2 separate regions of the Hordeum vulgare genome follow, and region 1 is linked to region 2. Evidence: chromatin contacts called from public Hi-C data. All regions are on one chromosome and are shown on one strand. Each heading gives the region's core, a stretch centred on a gene start, on an enhancer-like site or on the middle of the called end of the contact. The rest is flanking DNA. Distances are from core to core; before and after follow the strand shown. Region 1 holds the start of LOC123427833 (S-type anion channel SLAH2-like). Region 2 holds the start of LOC123427824 (rhomboid-like protein 11, chloroplastic).

Evidence for each region. A called contact is a pair of places that touch in the nucleus more often than the background predicts.
Region 1: a Hi-C map of seedling shows a contact between it and region 2, with 2.8 times the contacts expected there. The contact joins the promoter of LOC123427833 here to the promoter of LOC123427824 in region 2. A contact is called at or near these places in 1 of 6 Hi-C or Micro-C datasets (seedling) and 1 of 1 datasets of contacts at active chromatin or transcription factors (embryo).

Annotation. Positions count from the first base shown.
Region 1 is chr1H:162,267,004-162,272,040 of MorexV3_pseudomolecules_assembly, forward strand. It overlaps LOC123427833 (S-type anion channel SLAH2-like), which reads left to right and starts at 1,465. Exons shown (of 4, transcript XM_045111973.1): 1 at 1,465-1,635; 2 at 4,253-4,403; 3 at 4,502-5,020. The coding sequence starts at 4,263.
Region 2 is chr1H:161,449,659-161,454,892 of MorexV3_pseudomolecules_assembly, forward strand. It overlaps LOC123427824 (rhomboid-like protein 11, chloroplastic), which reads left to right and starts at 3,456. Exons shown (of 7, transcript XM_045111962.1): 1 at 3,456-3,882; 2 at 3,988-4,106; 3 at 4,542-4,627; 4 at 4,850-4,890; 5 at 4,973-5,139; 6 at 5,234. The coding sequence starts at 3,480.

The sequences.
Region 1 (5,037 bases), core at 215-2,714, 820 kb after region 2:
CGGGTACCAGACGGTCTCCGATCGCGACGAAATTCGACAGGCGGCCTCGCTATATCTAATCGCAACCGCGTGCCAAGTTTCACCTCGATCAGAGAGAGTTTTAAACGCACTTTAAAAACAGGGTTTCGACGGTGCCGCGGGCGCGTGCGTGTGCGGTCGGACTCAGAACGGACGACGACGAGAACCGGCAACTACTAACGAATGCAAGTTTTGAAAACGGGCGGCAACGGAGATGCCGATGCAATGCCGATGATGCGCATGATGCGATGACGATGCGACAAATAAAATAAATGACATGACGAAAACGGAAAGAGAGGGGAATCTTCTGGAACGTCGGCACCGGGCTGTCACATAATATACGGATCACAAGTGTTGAACTCATACACAAACACCGTTGTAACTTTGTCCTAAAAAAGTTATTGAGAACGTATCATCATAACTCATGTGTAAAAATCATGATAATATAGCTAATAACCTTCTTAGCCTAGGCATGATAACTATTTGCACACAAAAAAGTCAATAGAATATATCAACATGGGATCTAGTTTCATAGGTGTCATTAGACGGATTTTTTATGTGGAAACATTTTTTTATATTAGACCGCCGATTTGAGCTACAACACATTTTATAGCTTTGAAATATGTAGAATCCACGATGTATTATCTTTTTTCCCTTCTAATGCATGCATCCATGTGCATGTGAAGAGAAGATTACAAGAACTATTTTTATATCCTAGTAATTTCTATGTAAAACAACATGATAACTTATACACAACTGACATGATAACTTCTGTAACACACTTGGGTTAACTTTTTACTTGAAAAGTCATCAAAATATAGCAACGTAGGATCTAGTTTTGAAGGCCACGAATTCTTTATATGAAAGCAGTTTTTCAATCAGAACAACAAAACATTTTGATTATAATTTTAGATGGAATATTTGCTGACATCAGCTAATTTTTTTTTTGACTGCATATATTGTTGTTTTTCTTTGCATGCATGTAATTATAGTAGTTGCTTCTAACCAGACCAATTAGTACTTGTAGACACGCCCCAAACATGTGCATGCATGCAAATTTAAGGCGTTCAGACCTACTCCTTCCGTTCCTAAATATAAGTTTTTCTGGAGGTTTCACTAATGAACTACATACGGATGTATATAGACATACTTTAAAGTATAGATTCATTCATTTTGCTTCGTATGTAGACACATAGTGAAATATCTTAAAAGACTTATATTTAGGTACGGAGGAAGTATTACTACTAATATTCCGAACGATGGGACGTTCCTTCAATTTTTATATCCTGATGCGCTGATCAAGATGGAGCTGTAGTTTCGTGTCTGCAGTCTGTCTAACTGTCTTGCTATCCCTTACGCTGGGCTGGGCTGGGCTGATTGCCATGTTTAGGAGCTCTGGTCCAGCCTGTCCCCCGCCAACAACCCACGCCGCCGCGTTGTAATAGGAGAGCTAGGCCACCCAACGGACGCGCCCGTTTTGGCTCTCCTAGCAGGCTAGGCTGGGTGCTGGTTCCGGCGATCCTCCACTGCCGGACCGGCTGCCGCGGCCGCCAACACCGCCGGCCTCGTTCCTTGCTGCCCAGTCCTCCTCCCTCGTCGCCGTCGTAGCTCTCTCAGGTGACATCTAATCTACCACCCCCACTTGTGTTTGTTTTGTTTTCGCCCGGCGGCGTGGCGAATAAATCAATTTGCATGGCCAACCACGCCGCCGCGCGCCTGCCCTGGGACTGGGAGGAGAGGAATTGTTTATGCGCTGACGACAATTTGTATGCATGCGCGTGGGCGTGGCGCCGTCGTCGGAGCACTGCGCGCGCATAGTTAGGAATATGATATTAGCTGGCCGGGGATTAAGGCGTAAACCAAGCGATCTACTACTCCAGATTGGTAGGTCAGCCCCATGTACACGGAAGCAGCGACAACTTGAATTTCATTTAGTACTAATTTGATTGAAACCACCCTGTCTTTGTCTTGCACAAGTCATCCTGGGACACATGCGGCGTCTCGTCTATGGCCGGACCAGACGGACGCCACCCTCGCCGACGTCGACGTACGGCTAACGACCAATGTGCTCCGTCCGTCCAACATCTCCTCCTCCCAGCTGTCTATCAAATGAAAATACCAGTGCCGTCCATGGAACATATTAGTCAATGCTACTCCAGATTTTTGTTTTTTCTTCTAAATCAGATTTCAGAGAGCTGCACGCAGCCTCCCTGTTCAATGCGGCGAGGGCGAGGGCGACGGCTGATCTTTGTCCCGTCTGTCTGTCTCCAGGATGTCAAGCCTTTCCATGCCCGATCCATCCATCCATCCTCATCAGGTCCTGGCTGTACGTACGGGCTAGTCCCTTGTCAATACGATGGGGACTGCACCTTGATTTTATTACTCACGTCCTGGACTCCGATTTGAAGTCTGCATGCACAGCTGTTTCGATCTCACACCGTGTATTCTGCCCGGCCTGGAACTGCTCCTGCCACCTCGACTGGTATTTTAGATGGTGAAACTTGTCATGGCCGATGAGTCAACAACGTTCGCAGGCTTGATGCGGGGGAGGGCGGGGAAGCGGGGTTGTTTAGTAGAATCTGGAGCCCCAACGAAATTTTATCCACTACCTTAGCTTGAATGACGCTCCATCATCCTGCCATTCCTGAAACTGACGCTCCGGCAGTAATGCCATCCTTACTTGGAAGTTTCATAAAGACTTACTCCCTCCGTTTTTAAATATAAGTTTTTTAAACATCTTAATAAAAATTACATATGAAACAAAATAAATAAATATATATTTTAAAATATGTCTATATACATCCTTATGTAATTTAATAATAAAAAAGTTGTAAAAAGGTTTACGTTTAGGAACAAGGAGGAGCGAGAACAAGGAAAATGAAATAACAAACTTCCTCGAATTAGGCCCCCATCCCAAACGCACGCTACCGTTGCCATCCGCGTCAGAAACGTTGCTGAAACTTCCGTAAATGTGCAAGTGCAGCACCGCTCACCACACTCCGGGCACCCCCGGTTCAGAGAGCTGGCAAGATTTGTCAGTAGGAAAAACAAACAGGCTCGTCAAGAATTGTGTGAGGCTCTCGTGCAGCGTCGTGGAGCAGTATTCACTGGTAGTAGTACTACTACTAGTATACAGCTTGCTCTCACAACCATCCACAACTGTGGGGTGGTGACGCGTAATACCCAGCCAGAAGTACGCATACAGCTCCTTTTTTTTTCCCGACGACGGCTCCTAGGAAGTGTCCACGCGATGTGTCACGCACTGATGGGGCCAGTGGGAAGCCAACGAACCAGCCAGTCATCGACTCATCATATACGTACGGCGCATTTGCCTGCCTATTTAAAAGGCGGCAGGCAATACAAATCGCCGTTTGCACATGCTCTGTCCACCACCTTGTGTTCCCTGCCTGCCTTCCTGGATTTTTCCCCTCTCTCTGTTTTTGTGCTCTCATGCCGATGCTCTGAACATTTCCCTACCTGTCCGCCTAACAACACGCAGAAGCGTCTAGTAGTTGTTATACTTAACATCCTGGATGGAACTCTTTTTTTTTTTTAAGCAAGACGGGCACGCACTCTGTAGATTTCATTAAGATAAATGATGTGATTAAGTCTCATTCGATTGAGATTTAATCAAGCTTACGTCAAGTGATATAGTATATAAAAACAAAAAATGAAAAATGAAAAAAAATGCGGATCACGATGCAAGATCAAAGGCATATAGTATCGACTGAGGCACAACAAAGTCTCGGACTCTCGATAGACTTAGCAAAAACTGTAAGATAAAAGAATGGCAAAATGTAACCAAATACTTCCTCCGTTCAGAATTACATGTCGCAAAAACGTATGAAAATAAAGGTATCTAGAACTAAAATGCATCTAGATACATTCATTCTTCTGACAAGTAATTCTGAACTAGTTAGCTTGGTAAGCTGCCAACAAAAAGATTTGAGAAAAAGGCCCAAATATATGGCAAATCTGTTGATCGTGTGCTGGTCCAGCTCGACATGGACAGTTTGGCTTGGGCACTAGTAAGCGCGCGTGCAGAAAAACATTGATTTGCTTTTGACAGTTTGGATGGTGACATGGATGATGCATGCTTGGTTACTCCTGATTTTGATTTGTTTCACTCTCTTGGTCATAGCAAAAAATATATCTAAATAAATAAAGGGTTAATGTGTGTTTGTTATTTAAGCGCGCTCACTCTCCCCTTGCTTGGTTCTCACACTGGCTACAGGTCTGGAGCCATGGAAGCCAACACAAGCAGCAAGACCGGCGAGGTGCCGTCCCTCCTCGCCAACGTTGAGGTTTCCCATCTCGACGGCTTCGATACGACGAGCACCCCGTTACCGAGCCCCAAACCGGTGCTTCACCCCGCCCCCGCCCGGGTGAGCCTGCAATGCATCTCCCTCCATGTTCCACTTGCACGTACTGATCCATCGCGGCTGAGAAAGAAATGGAGCTTATGTATTTCAATTTGATGCAGATGCGGCCGCCGGACCGCGTGGCTCCGCGCAGCGAGGCGGTGCTCCCAGCTTTCGACTCGCCGTTCAACCCGCCGGGGATGCGCTCGGGCCACCCGGTGTCGTCTATCAGCCTGCCGTCGTCGCCGACCGGCTTCGAGCCCCTCGTGGCGCCCGGCGGTGACTTGCACGAGCGGAAGCAGGCCATGCCTAACGCGGCACAGGAGCCGGCGCAGCACGTGAGGTTCGTGCAGCAGCCGCACAAGCTGATGTTCCGGTCGCAGCCGATCCCCGGCGGGGTGCCCACCCACGGCGTGAGACGGATCAGTAGCAGGACGATGAACCGGGACAAGCGCTACGACTCGTTCAAGACGTTTTCCGGGAAGCTGGAGCGGCAGATCACCCATCTAGCCGGCGGCGGCGTGCCGGCTAGTACCCCCGAGGAGGAGGAGTTGGCTCAGGGACAGGGAGAAGCCGTGAGTAGCGAAAATGTTGATCGCTTCTTCGCCGCACTGGAGGGGCCCGAGCTGGACAAACTCAAGGTATCACCACCACTTCT
Region 2 (5,234 bases), core at 2,206-4,705:
TCCCCGGCATCATGTTTTTCCTAATAAACTAAAAAACTAACGTAACTAATTTAACATAAATAAGAAAAGGAAAAACAAAATAAAAATAGGGTGACCGGCGGGCGGCGGGGGGGGGGGGCACCGGCGGGGGCGGCTAGTGGCGGGGACGATGGGGCGTTGGGGCGGTGGGGAGGAAGGGCGCGATAGGGGCTGTGGTGTGGCGGTGCGACGGGGGCGGTGGGCGCATTGGGGGCGACGAGGCGTCAGGGGCGGTGGGGCGGCAGCGCGCCAGGGGCGGTGGGGCAACGACGGCGGTGGCCGCGAGGGTGGCGGCGGTGGTCGTCGGGGAGAGAGGGGAGTGGGAGTGGGAGTGTGTGAGTGAGAGAGAGAGGGGTCGGGGTGGGGGCGGGACGGTCGTTGGTACCCGTTAGTGCATTGTCGTCTGCTGGCGGATGGCCTCTTTGTCGTCTTCTTCAGGACTCTTTGCCGTCCGCTAGCAGACGACAAAGAAGACGCCAAATTTAGCCTACCCACCCCGCGGTCACGTGGGGCTCAGTTATCGCTTTGCCGTCTGCTATGCGGCTCTTTGCCGTCTGCTTTATGGCAGCTGATGGCAAAGACCCTCTATGACATCTGCCAATTCTTTGCCGTCTGCTTTATGGCAGCTGACGGCAAAGACTCTCTTTGTCATCCGCCAGCCGACGACAAAGATCTGGCAGACGACAAATAACTGAATTTCGGTAATGATATACATATGAAATCATGACTAAACCTTAGGGTTTGAGAAGAGAATTTTGGATATACATTGAGAAAAGTTTGGGGTTCTTTCGCGTTAACGTCATGGTTGTGAGTTATCTCAATTGCAAAATTTATTAGAATTAAACATGGTGACATGCAATTCTTGGCTTTTGAGATAATACATTATCATTAACTAGAGTTGTGACATGTTTATTTTCAATTTTAGTTCTCATAACGTATGCTTTAAATATTCATATTCAATTCTCATTTAACATAATGCATAAAAATTCCACCATGGATATCATCTACTCCCTCCGTTCACAAATATAAGATGTCCTGACCATTTTCCAAAACTAGTGTATATAGGCACATTTTAATATGCTTGTTCATTCATTCCAATCCATATGTAGTTCATATTAAAAACACAAAATACCTTATATTTTTTAATGAAGGGAGTAGTTAGCTAAAGAAAGCTCCATGTGTCAATTCTTTTTACTAATTACGATTGGGTAGTTAAGAAACGTTTTCCTTCTTACTTCTCTCACAAACGACTTTTGTATTAGGGTTTTCGTACTCCTATCGACGCCGTCTTTAGTCTACCGTATGTCCTATGACCTTAGGGCTATGGAGGCGAAGTGGATCCCGACCCATGTCATTGGGAAGGCTCCTTCTTAATTTTTAGGTGTGTCTTTTTGAATTTGTTTAGTGCTTGCGTCCTGCTCACGAAGACGCCATGACGACGACTTCCGTAAGATGGAATAAGGTTTTCCTGCCTAGCTCTTGTCCCAATGGCACGTCCAGATTCACATGAGATCGTGTGAAGGTGTCTCTCTAGTGGATCTCCATGATTTGATCAGTGTTTGTATTTGATGGATTTGCTTGGGTCTGGTGTTTGATTGTGTGTCCTTCTGATATACACTTCTCTTCATCGATAAATTTTGATGTTCTGGCGTGCCGGTTATTTGGGGTTTTAGCACGAAGACTTCCCGACTATCTACTTTAACAAGATTTGTCCAACTTTGACGGCGGAGGTGTAACGACAACGGCGTGCCTTAGGCTTGATCCAGTACGTGCAGTCGTTGGTAGGTGATTTATGGATATGAAGAGAGTGGCGGAAGATACACATCATCCCCTCTGACAGCTCCTACGTCGCTCTAGTGGGCGGCTCGGGAGCAAATCCTAGACGCCGGTGCGAACAACGAAACCACCACCCTCCGCCCTCGCCGCCGCCTACAACGATCGTCGGGCAAAGCCCGCGCGACCCGACGATGGCGGGGCCCTTCTCCTTCTGTCCGGAGGTTGGTGGGGCGGGCCGGTGGCTTTGTTGGGAGCTTGAGCGGCTGCGTGCGCTCGGGCCGGCATGTCTGGTCGGTGAGGCAGCGCACGGAGGCGCGGGTGCGCGGTCGCGCATGGGGCGTAGGTGCATGCGGCGTGGATCGGGCGTGCGCGGGGGCGGATCTAGCGCGTGGCGCGAATCTGGCGTGCGACGCGTATCTGGCGGAAGGTCACGAAGGTGGAGCTCCTCTGCCCATGTGTTGTGTTGTCGAATGTAGCGGGTGGCATGGCGAGGCTGGCGGTGACGCGCCAAGCCAATGCTTTGGCGTGTGGTGGTCGCACGGGATGCGGGGGCGTAACACCAGGGTGGGCCCAGCATGATTTGGGGGTGGCCACCGCCATGAAGGCTCGTGGTGAGCGTATTGGCACAGGGATGGGGTCACGTGGGAGCAAGTTAGCGGTTTCGTACTTCAGCGGCCGTCGGCTCGATGGACTCCAAGGGCGGTGCGAGGCAGTTCGGGCCGTGTCATCCTGTTCCGCGAGGTGGCCGCGATGACCGTCGGGTGCATGAGGCCGGTGGTCACCCAACGCAGACCGGTGGCAACGATGGGGATCTCGGCCTCGACGTCCAGATCTATAGGTGGTCGCAGCAGTCGGCGGGCGTTGGGCGCGGGTGGCCGACGTTCATCGGGAGTGTGTCTGCGGTGATGGTCTGGCCCAGGTTCATGGTTGGAGGTGCAACGCCGGGTGAAGACCTTGTTGCCGGTTCTTTGGGCGGGGGCAGGCCACGACTACGCCTGCGGGCGCCGCTCCTTTCTTGAAGGCATTGATGAGGCGTTCCTGCTCGCTCTGCTATGCAATGTGGCTCGGGCGAAACCCTTGATCCCATGGGATCGAACGATGATGGCGACGAGATCACACCTCTTGGGGCATTGTTTCAAGAGCACCTTGCCGGTCAGGGGGACTAGTGATAGATCGGGGTTGTTGCTCGTGCTAATTGGTCATGTCTATCGAACATTGGGGTAGGTTTTGGCTCGTGTGGCAACGATGACGATGGTGAACAATGTGGGAGGCGTGGCTTTGGTCATGGTAGTCAGTTCTTCTCTGACATGTCCGTGAGACTACCTCAATTGCTGTTGCTGTAGAGTCGAAGCTACGGTGCGGGGTCCTGGTGGCGTACGATGATGGACGACACGTTGTCCTTTCGGTGATCTCTCGTGACGCCAACCTTGCTTTGTTCTTCGTAGTTCTTCGTTCAAGTTAGAGCTGTGTTGCCTTGATGTGGGCGATGGCGTTCCGTCTTGTAAGTGTAGTGTTGTTTTGTAGCCAATAGAGTTGTCCTTTTTTTCCTCTTTGATCTTCTGATCCTTTCCATGTTGTTTTTTTCCGCTGTTTTCTGCTAAATCTAATTGAAACAAACAAATTGATGGATCTTTAAAAAAAGAATTATGAATATGAATATAATTTTATCGCTATTTTATACCGTCATGTTGTCTGAGGAAGAAAAAAGGGCAGTATGTTTCCATGAGGAAAAAGCGGTATGTTCATACATTCCTGAACTCCATCGCACGGATGGAACAGAGCAGCTTTGCCTTTTGCGGAATATAATCTTCGCTGGCACCGGAGCCCCCTTGCTAATAAGTCCCTCGTCTCGAAAAAACCCACACAGCAGGCTAAGGGGGAAAACAGAGTTGAGAAAGGAACGAGCCATGGCGCAGCAGCTGCTGCTCCTCCTACCCGCGCCTTCGGGGACGTTCTCGAAGCCACTCCCTTCCCCTACCCCCTCCCTACCCCGGCGCCATGCCCCCTCCATCTCCATCACACGCCGATTAGTGGCTGTAGTCGCCGCCGCCCGCCGCGATCTGCTCCGCTGCGGAATGCGGCACTCAGGTGAGCCCTCCTCTTCTTCCTTGCTGCCAAGACGTAAGCAGATTGCAGCAGTGTGAATTGTTCTCTGAGTGTTTTTTTCTTCTTTTATCTTTGACATGTGATCAGATTTGGTGTCCGAGTTGGAGCTCGCCAAGGACACGAAGCAGCAGGGTGGTCGTGCCAACGCCATATTCTGGATCTTGCTGCTTAATCTTGGGCTCTACGTTGCAGACCACTTGTTACAGGTATCATTGCAATCTCTTGGCTATTTCAATATGCACAAATCCATGTAGGCCCTCGAGAACTGGCGTTCTATGGTAGTAGAACATCTGCAGAAACCAGAGTGATGGGAGATATACTGTACAACTTGCTGAATTATGTTGATATACATCCCATTTCAATTAAATTGGCCATAAATTTTCAAGTACTATGGTTGTTTAATTGCAAGAACACCCTGAAGAAATGATCAGTGGAAGGATGCACAGGCAATGATGCGAACTTGCGATCATAATTTTTTATCAAATACTGAATTTATGTTCAAATTACTGAATTTATATCCCAAACATTATGAACGCGTGTCTATTATTTATATTCCTATATGAGGATATATTACTACTTGGATGAAAATTGAGGACACATTGTTACTTGTTGATATTTGTTACCTTTGCTTTGCATTTCAGATCCGGCAGATAAAGGCACTCTACCTGTACCATGCATTCCCTTCTTGGTATCAGTTTGTGACATCAACGTTTTGCCATGCTAACTGGTCAGTTTAACTTCTTGTTGCGGCTTGCATTTTTATATATATTTATATGTATGTTTCTTTCCATTTTAGTTCCCTCTGTAAATGTAAACAAATATGCAGTAACTAACAAACTACTGTACTTATTCCGTTATTGTACTGATATATCAGTGACTGTAAGTGTTTAACATTCTTTCGGGGCAATGTATAATTTTCACTTATTCAGTTATCTGTAATCCCTTACAGGAATCACCTTTCAAGCAATCTGTTCTTTGTGTACATTTTTGGTGAGTTTGGTACCTGAAGCAATGCTTTGCTTGATGCTTGTAGTTTTGTTAAAGGATGCCCAGTTACCATCTTAATATACAGGAAAGCTTGTGGAAGAGGAGGAGGGTAACTTCGCACTGTGGATGTCTTATATTTTCACCGGTGCTGGAGCAAACTTGATTTCATGGTTAGTTCTCCCTACGTCGTCCGTGTCGCTTGGAGCATCTGGGGCTGTTTTTGGCCTTTTCACAATTAGTGTACTAGTAAAGGTGATTATGCCTAAACTTGATCTGTTCCAGAGTATTTCCCTTGATGAGCAGTAATCTTATTTAGAATCTTTGTATTGCTCCTTTATTGCAACAGA